2 separate regions of the Sminthopsis crassicaudata genome follow, and region 2 is linked to region 1. A link is a contact called in public Hi-C data. All regions are on one chromosome and are shown on one strand. The core of a region is the stretch at or near the end of the contact, and the rest is flanking DNA. Distances in the headings are between cores, read along the strand shown.

Region 1 (2,700 bases), core at 129-2,628:
TGTTTGAGAATCACTTCCCTATTTCCATATCACTTCTATTGAAGAATCTCTAGTGCCAGTTCCCTTTTGCTACCCCTGACATCTAAAACTCTTTCCAGTTTAGCCCTAGTCAACCTCGTCCCCTACACATATTTTTCCTTTCTACTTGTTCTTAGAAACCATAATTCCATCTTCCGCCTCCATGTCTAGGTCGGGGAGTTTCTCTGCCCCACCCTCACCTCACCAAACACTTTCTCCTCCCCTTTGCTTCTCATAATCCATAATTTTCCTGGAGATTTCTGTTTGGCATTAGGTCCTAGTCCGTTTCTTCTCCATTTTTCTTGCCCATTCTTGTTTATATCGCCGAAACCTACAAAATAAACCTTAGGAATGGATTTTTTTTAAACGTTTGTCTTTGTAGCTTTAGATCCCAGCACCGCGTTCTGCACAGGGTTTGCACCTAATCAATTTCCTGCTCTGGGAAATTAGGGGTTGGCCCGACATTCTTTCCAATTCAAAATCTATGGACCTGAAAGAATCACAAAGTGAGCGCTTAATAAGTGCTTGTGGACTCACTCTACCCCCCTCTCGGGGGAGTCGAGGACTGACAGATGCTGAATTTGCTAGAAAAGGACCGTGCTGTTTTTATAGGTCAGTTTTAATGTGTAACCTCGGAGAAGGCTCTGTAACTACTGCGTGCCTCAGTTTCCTTATCTGCACACACAACGGCTGCGGTAACCTCAAGCGCCCAGGCTTCAGGGAGCTCCCGGGAGGCAGAAAGGGTCGGTGGGCTAGAGAGCTCCCGGAGTCTGCAGGGAGAAAGCGCCGAGGGTGGCGGCCAATTCCAACGGCGGCCGCCGGGTCGGGAGACGCCGCAGCCCCGCGGCCAGCCCAAAGGAGCCGGGACCAGCTGGAATGACTCGGCATCGGACAATGCAGGGTCACCGAAAGCAACAGGTGTTCAGCCCGGAGCTGACTGAGGAATGCGGACTAGAGGGGCAGTGGGGTGGGGAGAAACATTATGGAAAAGGAAGCGTACGCGCTGATTGGAGGCTTCTCCAGGGTGTGAACTTAGGTGCGTTTGCTGATTGGTTGGGGTGAAGCGTCAGGTAGACCGCTCGGCCTTCCTGCTGCCCCGCCTCCTTAACCTCCCTCCATTGGCCAGAACCGCTCCCAAGACTCTCAATGATTGGTGAATCTGATCCTCGGAGCCGAGAGCCGATTGGCGAGTGTTGGCCGCCGAACCGGGGTCCCTCTGGGCCTTCTGATTGGCTTGCGGAGAGAGGCAGGTATCCGGGCTTCCTGGCTCCTCCATTGGAGGGAGGAGTAAGGGGGGTTGGGCCCTACGATTGGTGGGTTGGGGGCCGGGCCTGGGCCGGCGGGGAGCGGATTGGTCGGAAAGTAGGTTAGTGGTGCGACATTTAGGGAAGGCAGAAAGTAGGTCAGGGACGGAGGTGCCTGTTTACTGGAGTGGGGCTCGCAGTTGCCTCCTCCTCTGCCACCGCCGAGCTGCCGCCGCCGCCGCGGAAACTGAGGAGAGCTGGGGCCCCGGACCGCGCGCCCTCCGGGCAGCTCGCCCGCCCACGGTGAGTCCCTCCGGCTGGCCGGGTGGCGGGGAGCCGAGAGGCTCTGGGCCCCGGCTTGGGCTTCTGCTGCCCTCAGGGACCGTTGACGCCCTTAAAGGCACAGTGTCCCCGGGCCGCCGAGCACCCTCGGACGGTCTGTCCCCCTTAAAGGCACAGACCCTCTCCCCTAGAGCTCCCCCCTCCCCCGGGACAGAGAGGGCAACCTCTCTTAAAGGCGCACAGTGACCGTTCTCCCTCCGGTGGGTTGTCCCCTAGCTGGAGCGGGGGAGGGGGGAGCGGCCAGGGTTCCTGCTGTCACCTTAAGGGTGCGGAGTTCCCAATTCACTCACCAGACCCTCCCCCTTCCCTCTCCAATTCATTTCTACCTGTAATGGGGGAGGGGAGGCTGCTTCTTCTTAAAGGGACAGTCCCTCCCCAGAGAGAAATTATTGGGAAATGGGGAGCTGTGGCAGCTTGCGCGAGTGTATTTCAGGGAAGCGGGGAGATGGACGTAAGCCTCGGGTAGGTTTCGAGAAGGGGAAGGAATCCTTCTATTCTCCATCCCCTTCCCATCTTCTCTTTGAGCAATTCAATTCAATTCAATAAACATTTATTAAACGCCTGCTGAATGTCAGCCACTGCGCTGAGTGCTGGGGACATAAAAAGAGGCAGAGAATGACTTGCTCCTGTGGGGCGGGGTGGGGTGGGGAAAGGAGTGGAGATGCCAGGTAGTGGTGGGGGACGGGGCCTCCCACCCCTAGACCCCGGCAGGTGTCCGGCTTACATTGTGTTGGGGCCAATTACTGCCCCCTGCCCGAGCGTTTTGCAGGCAGGATGGCTGGATCGCCTCCCAAGCCTGAGAGAGCCATCGGGTTGGACTTCCACCCGAGATCTGCTAATTGTTTGAAATTTGGACCCGGGACGGTTTTGCCCAGAATTGTCGCGAGCAGCTCGGAGTGGAGCTGGTGCGTGTGAGCCCCTCGATCCCTGAGACGGCCTCGGTGCTCCTCGCCGAGGCCGAACGCGGAGGTTGAACTTCCAGGGTTTGACAGATGTCAGATGGAGAGAGGGAGGTTCTCGTGTTTGTCTGGTGTCAACAGCAAAACTAACCCTTGTTTGCTCAGTGAATGGGACCGAAGATAAAAATAAGACTGGC
Region 2 (2,809 bases), core at 111-2,610, 180 kb after region 1:
CCCATCTGTAAAATGAGCTGGAAAGAGAAATGACAAACTGCCCCGAAAATCTCAATGGGGTCACCGAGAGCCGGACCCAAGAGAACGCGACACACGTGCATCCCAGTTACAGGAATAATAGGACTCCGCGAGAGCCACCCCCCCCCCCAACAAACCCGCTCACGCTCCCGACCCCGGGAGAGCGCCGGCGGGGGTGCCGGAGCCCACAGCCGGCGCTCACACCTGCTACCGCGAGGCGGACGCGTCCACACCCAGCCCGGGTCCCACGGCGCCTCCGGGTGCCGCGAGCGGCACCAAGGGATGGACGAGGCGCCGGACGGCTCCAAGGAGGGCGGGGGAGCCCCACGTGAGGTTGCTGTCACTGAACCCAACAGGGCGGCCGTGGGCAGGTTTCACATCCGCGGGTTCCCCGGGAGCCCTTCCCCCTCCCCGGGCCGCGCCCCCATTGTGATGCCAACCGGCTCTTCTCCCCGCCGACGTGAGAATGACTGCGGGGGGGAGGGGTCGGGGCGTGGAGAAGGAACACGAGTGGGTCTGTCTGAAGAGAAGACGAGAAGCTTGGGTTCCCCCAGCCGCCCAGCAAGGGGGAAGACCGGGGACCCCAGGCCGTCCCCACAACGTCTGCCCCCACCCCGCCCCCAGTCTCCCGGGTCCATACTGCGGCACCGCCCCTCAGGTGCTCCCTCCCTCCCGACCCAGCCCGCCGCGCTCCCCTACCTGCAGGAGGCCCGGACGCGTCGGCGGGGGTCGGGGGGCCGCGGGCGGGCAGCGGCAGTGGGAGCGGCGCCTCCTAGCTCGCAGCCCGGGGAATCGCCCCTCCTCAGCCGGCGCGGCCGCGGCGGCCACTGCTGAGGCAGGAGCTGCCAGGGCCAGCCCAGGAGATTGCAGGCCGGCTCCGCTTCCTCCTCTCGCGAGAGCCTGTGGGCCAGAAAAAGCCAGGGCTGCCGCGCTCTCGCGAGAGGCCTCGGCACCGGAGCCGTAGCGGGAGGAGTGGCGGGAGGGAGGCCGTTGCTGAGGGGCGGGACCCCTGGGCGGGGCCTGTCCTTAAACGACGCCGCCCCGCCCCGCTCCGAGTCAGCTGGCCAGTGACGCTCCGTGGGGCCTCTAGAGGCTCGCGTGCTCTCAGGTCACAGTTGAGTTTCCGGGGTGGGGGTGACCCCCAAGGTTTCCTCTGTCCCGCATCTCGCTTCGAGAAGCCCACAGCTTCCCAAAGCCATGGACCCTCGCGTGGAGGCCATAGTGGCTCTGATCGAGCTCGTGCGCAGACTGGGCGTGGGCCACGGCCCGGCCAAGGGAGAGCGGGACGACCTCCTCGGGGGAGGAGGGGACCTCCGGGGCAAGACGCCCGACTGCAAGGCCCCGGGTGACCACCCCGGCAGGCCGGCGCCGCGTGCCAGGGCTCCCGCGGCCGGCGGGTCCTTGCTAGTCCGAGACCTCGGCGCCCCGGACGGCGCCGCCCGGGTCCAGGAAGCGGCGCTCCGCCTGCAGAGCCTCCCGAGCCGCGATCCCCGCCGCGTCGAATGGGAGCCGCCGCGAGTGGGTCCCAGGACCGCCCCGGCCGGCGCCCCGTCGCTCCGGGACCACATCGAAAAGCTGGTGAAGAACCAGTGCGCCCTGCACGAGTCTCAGAAGTCCCTGCAGCTGGCCATCAAGGACCTGTCCGGCAAGGTGGACGTGCTAGCCAGGACAATTCCATGCGCGCTGGACTCCATCACCAACACCCAGACCAACCTGGGCAAGAACCTGAGCTACCTCGGGAGGCAGCTGTCCTCCATGGAGTCGGCCCTGGATCGCTTTCAGGCCAGGACGAGCCCCGCGGCCAAGCCGGACGTGGCCTCGGCCCCCGGGCCCGATCGGGCCGACCTCTACCCTCTGCGGGACGGCGCCGGGGGCGGCTTTATCTTTGATTAACGCATTAAAGTTTTAACTTTCAAAGGATAACCCGGGAGGGCTGGAGGGACTTCCTGCCCCAAGCCCAGCCAGCTTCGGGTACGGGGGCGGGGAAGGAGGGAAGTTCAGTCGGCTCCCGAAGGGTCCCTCCTCAGCTTGTGTTCTGCCCGGGGCAGGAGGAGGGGCCTCACCGTGCTCCCGAAAAAAAGTCCGAGACGTTGGATGGAGGGGGTCTCGGGCGGGGCGGGGGAGGGGGGAATCTGCGAGGACAGTCGCGTTCTGCGGTGGAAGATCTAAGTATATGGTTATCCCTCAAGAAAACCCGGAAGGAGAAAATAAATTATTGGGGAGGGCCAGATGGAGAGAGGCGAGGGGCTAAGCCTGGCCTTTCTCTTATTAAAAGCAGAAACTCTTCTACCATTAGAGTAGTGCCTCAGGGGCCCTTCTGCCTATAACTGAGAAGAGGGCAAGCCTCCAGTATGGAAATGCATGCAAGATAGACAAGCACGCACACTCCCGCACAAAAATACATGGTAAATACAAATATATCTGTAGTAGGACTGCCCTGCAGGCAAGGCTAGGGGAGTGTTACAACAAAGTGTGTGGCCTGCCCAGCGACCTCCCTGCAGCAGTGGGGGAGAGGCGGGACCCTTTCCCACTATGGCAAGCTTGAGCTTGTGGTGGTCAAAGCAGGCGCATGTATCTACCCAAGCCTGCATTTGGGGTTGTCTCTAGTGTTTTAATGTGTTTCTAAACGCAGGTCCCCGAGTAGGGAAATGAAACGGTTTCCAACCTTAAAGGGAACCTCATGAGTTCCACCCTAGAAATCCTGGTTCCCTCAGTCAGCCAAGAGGCAGCAGGTGAATGTTCTGTCAACTCTCCCGGTGCTCCTCTGAGATCACTGAGAGGAAGGAAAAGT

The links. Hi-C and Micro-C count contacts between places; a contact is called where the count stands out from the background.
Region 2: a Hi-C map of hippocampus shows a contact between it and region 1, with 2.1 times the contacts expected there. The contact joins the promoter of BTBD10 here to the promoter of BMAL1 in region 1. A contact is called at or near these places in 2 of 2 Hi-C or Micro-C datasets (fibroblasts and hippocampus).

What each region holds. Positions count from the first base shown.
Region 1 is chr6:208,421,423-208,424,122 of ASM4859323v1, forward strand. BMAL1 (basic helix-loop-helix ARNT like 1) reads left to right here and starts at 1,379. Exons shown (of 20, transcript XM_074273141.1): 1 at 1,379-1,565.
Region 2 is chr6:208,600,128-208,602,936 of ASM4859323v1, forward strand. BTBD10 (BTB domain containing 10) reads right to left here and starts at 1,361. Exons shown (of 10, transcript XM_074273151.1): 1 at 718-1,361.